Linked DNA regions of Mus musculus: region 1 is linked to region 2. A link is a contact called in public promoter capture Hi-C data. All regions are on one chromosome and are shown on one strand. Each heading gives the region's core, a stretch centred on a gene start, on an enhancer-like site or on the middle of the called end of the contact. The rest is flanking DNA. Distances are from core to core; before and after follow the strand shown.

Region 1 (4,305 bases), core at 1,628-4,127, 3.3 Mb before region 2:
ACTTTGGGTTTTCTTTATTGTGTCTACTTCCCTTTTTAGGTCTAGTATGGTTTTGTTCATTTCCATCATCTGATTGGATGTGTTTTCCTGTTTTTCTTTAAGGACTTGCAACTCTTTAGCAGTGGTCTCCTGTATTTCTTTAAGTGAGTTATTAAATACCTTCTTGATGTCTTCTACCATCATCATGAGATATGCCTTTAAATCCAGGTCTAGGTTTTCGGGTGTGTTGGGGTGCCCTGGACTGGCTGAGGTGGGAGTACTGGGTTCTGATGATGGTGAGTGGTCTTGGTTTTTATTAGTAAGATTCTTATATCTGCCTTTCGCCATCTGGTAAACTCTGGAGTCAGTTGTTATAGTTGTCTCTGGTTAGAGCTTGTTCCTCTCATGATTCTGTTATTCTCTACCAGCAGACCAGGGAGACTAGCTCTTTCCTGAGTTTCAGTGGTCAGAACACTCTCTGCAGGCAGGCTCTCCTCTTTCAGGGAAGGTGCACAAATATCTGGCATTCAGACTTGCCTCCTGGCAGAAGATGAAGGCCCGAAACAAGACCTGTCCCAGAAGCTGTTAGCTTCTGTAGTCCATACTCTCACCTGTGCAGAGTAGTCTCGGAGGAGTCCAGGATCCAAGATGTCTCCTGAAGTTGCTCAGGCAAAGCCCTCCCGGGCTGGGCGGACACCTATCCTCTGGCAGGGAAGGTGCCCGGATGTCTGGAGCCCGAAAAGGGGGCTGCCTCAGAAGCTCTGTGGTTCCCACTTGTCCCAGAAGCTGTTAGCTTCTATAGTCCACACTCTCACCTGTGCAGAGTAGTCTCGGTGGAGTCCGGGATCCAAGATGTCTCCCGCAGATGCTCCGTCCTTGGCTTTCTAATCCCCCTGTTTCCACCCACTTAGCGCTGGGCTTACATGTACGGTCGGATGGCTATGGCCCAGCAGAGAGTAATAGGTTTCAGTGTAACAATTTTTACTTACTAAGTTCAAGTCATCTATTTTATTTTTTCCTTGCTCACAGAGTCCGGGGAAATTGCCTCATTATAACTGAAGTGACTCTACTGGAGTGTGGGTGGCCTTGCAGTGAGACCTTGCTTGGGGAAATTGTTAAGTATGGTATTTGTTTTAACACTACAATTTTGTATTATGTACATTTTTGTTATTAGACGCGTTCTCACGACCGGCCAGGAAAGACGCAACAGACCAGAATCTTCTGCGGCAAAGCTTTATTGCTTACATCTTCAGGAGCCAGAGTGCAAGAAGCAAGAGAGAGAGAAAACGAAACCCCGTCCCTATTAAGGAGAATTCTCCTTCGCCTAGGACGTGTCACTCCCTGATTGGCTGCAGCCCATCGGCCGAGTTGACGTCACGGGGAAGGCAGAGCACATGGAGTGAAGAACCACCCTCGGCACATGCGCAGATTATTTGTTTACCACTTAGAACACAGCTGTCAGCGCCATCTTGTAACGGCGAATGTGGGCGCGGCTCCCAACACATTTTAAAAGACATAAACTATAAATTTTCAGCTCCCTTCTGAGAGGAAAAAAAGAGGCCTTGAAGGATCTTACAGTCCTTACTTAGAAGATTTTGTAAGTTTGACAACAGTTACAGGACAGCTAACCACTCAGGTTCACATTCACATGGCAAACCTTGATCCTGTAGGGCAACTAGGCCACTGCTTGGGGAGAGCATGGACCCTGCACAGCTTAGGGGACCTGGCTACTCTCACATCCCCTGAAAACAGGTCTTTCTGACTATTACATTTTTAGCTTCTCACAGATTGTCCTTGGACTTCCCCAAGGCCTCCACCAGTCTCCACCCACCTTCCCAATCTCTCCTCTCTCTTCTCTCCTCTCTCTCTCTCTCTCTCTCTCTCTCTCTCTCCCTTCTCCCTCTTCTGCCCCCTCCCCTCCCCTTCTCCCACCCTGCCCCTCTCCCTCCTTAGCCCCTCCCCCGCTCCACCTCTCTCCATTCTCTACCCCCCCCCCCCTTCCTGGTTTCTGCACAAAGTCAACTTTCTTGCTCAATGAAAGTCCATTTTGGGCCTCTGTCTGACCTGGCCTTTTCCAGCCTCACCCAGATGGCTCATTCTCTACCTGTACCACCTTCAATTTCCAAGGGAGATTTGATTGGTCCAAATGATCAGTTTCACCATTGTTGTGGAGTGGCTGCTGTTTGATGAGGTTGACAAAGACTAGGCCACATTTGTGAGTGTGTGTGGGGGCTGCGGGGGGTGGGGGGGCTGAAACTCACTAGGTTGACCCGGAGTTCACAGAGATCTTCCTGCCTCCACGGAGGACGTCACCAATGACTTGGACACTTGGACACTCGTAATTAATTGGGGGTGGGAAGAGAAATTTCCCTCATGATTACATTTACAATTCCTATACAATAATTTAAGTTGAGTTTCTTTTTCAAAACTCTGGGTAGGGCAAGTACATACGATGGAAATAAAAAGAATTTGAATGATTTGAATGGTCAATGAAATGTAGGAAACAATGAAGCGAAACAAATGTATTCCGTCTCAAGATCTAGAATCAAAATCGGTAGACCTGGCCTTGAAGAATGAAGGTGTTTGCAAATTGAGTCTTTTTTACTTTATTATTATTATTATTTGTCTTGAGCCTAATGCTCTGCATACAGAACCCACGTGAGGCTCTGTTTTCCTAGGAGATCTCAGAATTTAGCACGCTGGGGGAGCTTTTTCTCTTGTTGGGTAAGATACTCTGTCAGGAAATGAAGATGCATTAGGCTGTGGGTCCTGACGAGTAGGACGAGAGAGGTGATGGTACTTTGTGTGTGCATTCCTAGAAACCTGCCTCCAGCTTTGGCGTTGGCGCGGGTTTCCTCCTCCTAGGCGTGTCCCGGGAGAATGGGCGGCCCCTTTCCAGACAGCACTTAGTCTTACTTGCCCCCTACGCCTCTCCTTGTCCCCTCCCTCCTCCACTGCAGCCTTTCTCTTAGCCCGGGCCACTTCCTTCTTCTGCCTGTTCCTCCCCAGGGCGCGGAAGCCGAGTACAGGGTTCAGACCCACGCAGCAGCAGCTCTTCCGTGAAGAAGGAAGCAATCGGAGAGGTGAGCTAGTCCTGGAAGGCGCTGGGGGAAAGCTGGACCCGACGTCTGGGAAGTCTGAGCCCCGGGTGGAGGGTAAGGACCTCGGGGTGCCGCGGTACAGCTAGAGGGGCCTTGGACACGCGCCCTTTGTACCCCACTGGCGGGAACCCCACTCGGCCAGCACACTTCCGCACTGGGCTCACGTGACGTTTTGCCGGCCGGGGGCGGACCAGGAGAGGGGCAGCCCCAATCGATGTTTGCAGCGGTGCAACGTGTGGGTTTTGCATTTGGCGTCAGCTTGGTTGGGTGGGGGGCTGGGGGTGAGGTTACGGGGTGCGGAAAGACTGGGGGGGGGGATCCCGGGGCAATGAAGTGGTGTCATGACATTGCTCTCTGCACTGCGGAGGGCAGGTGAGGAAGGGAAAGTAGGACTCGTGGGGCTCCCGGGCTGTGCCTTCGGGTGCGCTGACGGTGGGGGACCGAGGGAGGGTGAGTTGCGAAGACAAAGGGACGAAGCGCTTGTGGTCCCGGGCTCTGCAGCCCTATGCAGTTCAGGAGTGAGGGAGTGGTACACACAGACCTCAGGATTTGGGGATCCATATTTGGCAAGACCTCAAACTTGTAGGAGGAATGACCAAATATGGAGTCAGCTGGAACCAGCGAATAGGGACGAAGGTGAGCCTTTGACCCGCGCCAGCTGTTAGTGATAGAAGGGAGGCTGGAAGACCGCCTAGCTCGCGTGTAAAGTTGGCTGTCGGTTCCCGAGCAGGCGACTCTAGAAGGCTTTATTTCCTTGGCCTATTGCCTCTAGAGTTTTAAAACATAACTAGAGAAGGCTCCTGACATTCCTTTCCAAATGTGTATCGATGAAGCTTTCTAGCATGTGCCAAGCCCCTCTCCTTGTGAGACCCACTCAGACAGCCTAATTAGAATCTGAGACAGTTAGACAGGCCCGGCTGACATCTGCCGCTGCCCGTCTTCTGGCCCAGCCTCTCGCAGACAGGCTCATTTTCTTAGGTTTGCTTTGCTATGACCTCTCATTGTTCTTGATCTCTCAACGAAGAGAGGTTTCTCTCCGGCTTTTAGACTGCCCTGGGTCTATTGTATAATGTGAATATTTTCTTCTCTTTTCCCCTCCCATATTAAGTGACTAAAACCTATTGAGTTGGGTTTGCAGTAGCAAACCTATTATTTTCCTATTCATAAGGGTCCAGACTGCGAGGCTGTTCTTGCTTTGTAAATGATCTGCCTTAGTAAGCACTCA
Region 2 (4,465 bases), core at 1,555-4,054:
CCCTTACCTTTATTACAAGAACAGAAAAGAAATCAATCTGCTGGCTTCGTGAGCAATGCATAGCACTTTACTACCTGAACTCAGAGTTCACCTCATGTTCGACAGACATTACACAATATATTACTCTAATCATTTGACTAAATGATGCAACTTGACACTCTCCAGAAGACGGAGTCAGATCTCCTTATGGATGGTTGTGAGCCACCATGTGGTTGCTGGGATTTGAACTCAGGACCTTTGGAAGAACAGTCAATGATCTTACCCACTGAGCCATCTCTCCAGCCCATACTTTTGGTTTTTTGAGACAGTGTTTCTCTGTGTAGCCCTGGCTGTCCTGAAACTTAGTCTGTGGAGCAGGCTGGCCTTAAATTCACAGAGATCTGCCTGCTTTTGTTGCCTGGATGCTTGGATTAAAGGTGTGCACCACCCCAGCCCAACAATGAAAATTTTAAGCAGTCATTAACAGTCTCCCAAACAAAAAAGTCCAGGACTAGATGGGTTTAGTGCAGAATTCTTTCAGACCTTCAAAAAAGATCTAATACCAATACTCTTCAAACTATTCCACAAAATAGAAACAGAAGGAACACTACCCAATTCATTCTATGAAGTCATAGTTACACTGCTTATTTTCCCTTGGAAATGAAATGGTTTCTATCTAAGCAGGAACTTTTCACAATTTCCTTTCATAGAGGACTTCATAAAGAATTTCTTCTACTTCTATCATATTTAATGTTACAAATAGATTTTTTTAAATGTGGTTTAGTGCATATTACTTTTAGCTTCAGAAGACATTATGTATACTTAAGAGGCATTTAACTATTATAAATTATTTTGATGACTTAAAAATATCAATATTGAGTTGTATATTTTAAAATAAATTTTATTAGTTTAATAAAAAAGAAAAAAGGATGCAACTTGAATATGTATGAATATGAATCAGATTTTAATTACTGTAACAGGATATAGCAATGATAGATTTCTTCTAATCAAAATGAGCCCTTGCTGAGTTTAAAATAAATGAATGAATAAAGGCAAAAAAAATTAGACAACTTAAAAATTTCGCAACCAGAAATTAAAATGAAGCAATATTTTTTCAAAAGTTTGTCCACAAAGCAAGAATGAATGAATGAATGAATGAATGAATGAATAAGCTAGTAATGTTTACTACTAGATGTCCCTCCACTCCCCCAAGACAAGTTCCTGGCTGTCCTGGAATTCCCTCTGAAGACTATATTTTCCTAGACCCCAGAGATTCACCTACCTCTGCCTTCAGAATGCTGGGATTAAAGGTATGCACCACCATGCCTGACACTATTGAATTTTAGTGAATCTTTATGGAAGAACCTATAGCAATACGTCTCAAGCCATTCCATGTATAAAAAGGGAAGCAACACTACCATTTTCATTCAGTGATACTAGTGTTACTCTGGTGGTAAACCACATAAGGCAAACACTATATACCAATATTGGCGTTGAAAAAACAGGAAAGTTCAGCCGGGCGGTGGTGGGGCACGCCTTTAATCCCAGCACTTGAGAGGCAGAGGCAGGTAGATTTCTGAGTTTGAGGCCAGCCTGGTCTACAAAGTGAGTTCCAAAACAGCCAGGGCTATACAGAGAAACCCTATCTCAAAAAAACAAAACAAAAAACAAACAAACAAATAAAACCCAAACAAAAAGAAAAAAAATACAGGAAAGTTCAAATGAAATGTAAGTCCTTAAGGATGATACTATGCAATGGAGAGGTGGCAATAGATAAATAAATAAATAAATAAATAAATAAATATCACTGCTATAAAGAAAAGGTGGGGTGTGCTATAAAGTCAGAAGTGCAGACTCTCCTGGACTCTATCTTGTCAAGTAGTAAGACAGACTAATACTTTCCTAATGTTCATCATCTTCCTCCACTAATCAACTCGCATAGTTCACTAAAACAAGCACTAGCCATATCAGAGAAAGTATTCAATTCTTATTAGTTCGCATGTGTTTACCTTTCAAGTTTGAAAAGGACTGTCTATTCAGTCCAGTATTTGGACATGCAAATTTTAATCTAGTATTTAAACATAGTGTTTCTCATATAAGAATTTAAAACTTCTAAACTAAAAGCAATGGTTGTTTCCAGTTCCAATCTCCTTTAAGTACATGTTTTCAGTATCTCTTTACAGTTTCTAGAAAGGCTATAACGTGTACTTCTGTGTGTGTGAATGTATAAATTTTTATTTTGTGATCATTTTCTCTGTTAAAACTAATGACACCTCCACCCCCCACTCCACCCCACCCTCCCCCCCCCCCACCAAAAAAAAAAAAAAACCCACTGTGGCCCATCTATATGCATATGTCTGTAATCTCTACTAACTGGGAAGCCCTGGGTAAAGGATTTCAAGTCCAAAGCTTAGTTTGGCAATTTAGTGAGACCCAGTCTCATAAAAATAAAGACAAGGGAGAGAGTGAGGGAGGGAGGGAGGGAGGGAGGGAGGGAGGGAGGGAGGGAGGGAGGGAGGGAGGGAGGGAGGGAAGGGAAGGAAAATTTGAAAGCTGAGAAGGTAGCTTAGTAGTATATACGCTTGCCAGAATATTCCCAACAAAACACACACGCATGAGATAAAGAGAGGGGAGGGGAAGTTTTCCTTTCTCGCAGTTAAAGTCCTTTACGTTATTTTCCCCTTTCTTCTCTTTCATTCATTCCATGCAAACAAACAAACAAAAACAAAAGTTAAATTTAAAACCTCTATCTCCGCTTACCAGCAGAGAGCGCTGGAGCCGTGTGCGACACAGGAGACTCTCATTCTCCAAATAATAACTGCCTTAAACCAGGCAGTAAGTTTGTCTCCTTCGGGCACCCGTCGCGGACAAGCGTCTCAGCAACGGATGCGTGGGTGAGAATTGCCCGCTCGGAGGCGGAAGCGGAAGTATCTGTGACCGGCGAGTAGGAAGTAGCGCTTCCGGGAGTGGAGATGGCCGCGCTGGCCCCTCTGCCGCCGCTGCCCGCGCAGTTTAAGAGCATACAGCACCATTTGAGAACGGCGCAGGAGCATGACAAGCGGGACCCCGTGGTGGCCTACTACTGTGAGTCCCTCCGAGTCCCCGTTCTCCCGCCCGGTTGCGCCCCGCGCCTCCCTCCGCTCTTGAGGCCCGCCCCGCCCCCTGGCTTCAGACCTGAGCCTTGACCTCTGGCTCGGCCAGGAGGACCCCAAGTACTAGACTCCCTCCACACCCGGACCCCCGTCTCTCCAGCTTAGAGCCTCGGACACGCCTCCCGGCTGTTCTTTCTTCTGGGAATGAGAACCTCGATAGTCATAGGTTTCCCAGAGATGGGTGGGAAGGGAGACTAACAGAAAACATAACGAAAGCTGTGCATTAATCACGAGAGCTTTCAGGTCCCTTCCGAAACTCAGACGGTTCAGTGGACAGTGGCTACTACTGAAAATTTGAATTTGACTGTTCTTGACTTGTTTTCCGTACTCCTCATTACCACCAGTAAGAATTTGGAGTCATCCTTTAGCTATCCTGAAAGTTAAGAAGTTTAATGCCAATATTCCTAGTTTGAGATGTATATACTACTGAAGAGGACACAGTTTGAACTCCGTTCAGACATGCAGAGTTGGTGAAGTGGATAGGACTAGTAGTTTTATGTAAACTATGATTTGAATATTATACTCCTATCTTTGTTGCAAGAAATGACTGTACTCTGAGTTTCTAAAGAACTTTCAGAATACAGAAATGATGTGTCCTCTGTTGTGGACATTGTTAGCAAAAATCTGGACCAAGTCAAGCCTTCCCTTGTGGACATGTATGTACCTCATTTCTCAAATGTGCATGGATGTCCCCCTACCACCACCAATAATTGCCATTCTCCACTTGATTTATGATCTGAATTCCCACCTCTTCTGCAAGCCACTCGGTGGCTATACTTCATTTTTATAAAAATCATACCAGTATTGTTCCCACCATTCTTGTTCTTTTGATGATCTTCAAACATATCCTAATTATTGAGCCTTTTTACCTATTGACGAGCATTCCTAAGTACTGGGAAAAAAAAACTAAAACCCAGCTCCTGTGGTCCTAGGACTACTGAGAGGAGGGGCGTTTGAACAGTACGCATTTTATAATTTCAGGAACGGGCATAGAAGTGCCACAGTACTGTAGAGGGGACCTCATTTTCCTGTGTTCAGAAACACATTGCTCAGTTGACAATGGAAGCCAGACCTTTGTGCACAATTGCTGAAGAATATACCTTTAAAAGGAACAAAAGTCTGAAGGTCCACAGAGAAGTTTAAAAGAGGAGGAGTGAGGATTTGGAGAGTATAGAGCCAGAGAGAAGTTGGATACAACAAAGAGGCTGGCTCTGGACTGTGAACCAGGGCCCTTTGTTTCCCTCTAAGCCAATCCTTATTCATGAACCTGTAACTGTGCACCTTTGTCACTACCCAGGATCTTTTCCTTCCTGTGTCATTGTGGTCATTCCTGC

Evidence for each region. Promoter capture Hi-C pulls out the DNA fragments that hold promoters and counts their contacts.
Region 1: a contact with region 2 is called in a promoter capture Hi-C map of pre-B cells. The contact joins the promoter of Abracl here to the promoter of 1700016L04Rik in region 2. A contact is called at or near these places in 2 of 39 promoter capture datasets (cranial neural crest and pre-B cells).

What each region holds. Positions count from the first base shown.
Region 1 is chr10:18,021,824-18,026,128 of GRCm38.p6, reverse strand. It overlaps Abracl (ABRA C-terminal like), which reads left to right and starts at 2,877. Exons shown (of 3, transcript NM_028440.1): 1 at 2,877-3,062.
Region 2 is chr10:14,703,948-14,708,412 of GRCm38.p6, reverse strand. It overlaps 1700016L04Rik (RIKEN cDNA 1700016L04 gene), which reads right to left and starts at 2,804. Exons shown (of 6, transcript NR_045824.1): 1 at 2,740-2,804. Vta1 (vesicle (multivesicular body) trafficking 1) reads left to right here and starts at 2,924. Exons shown (of 8, transcript NM_025418.3): 1 at 2,924-3,063. The coding sequence starts at 2,952.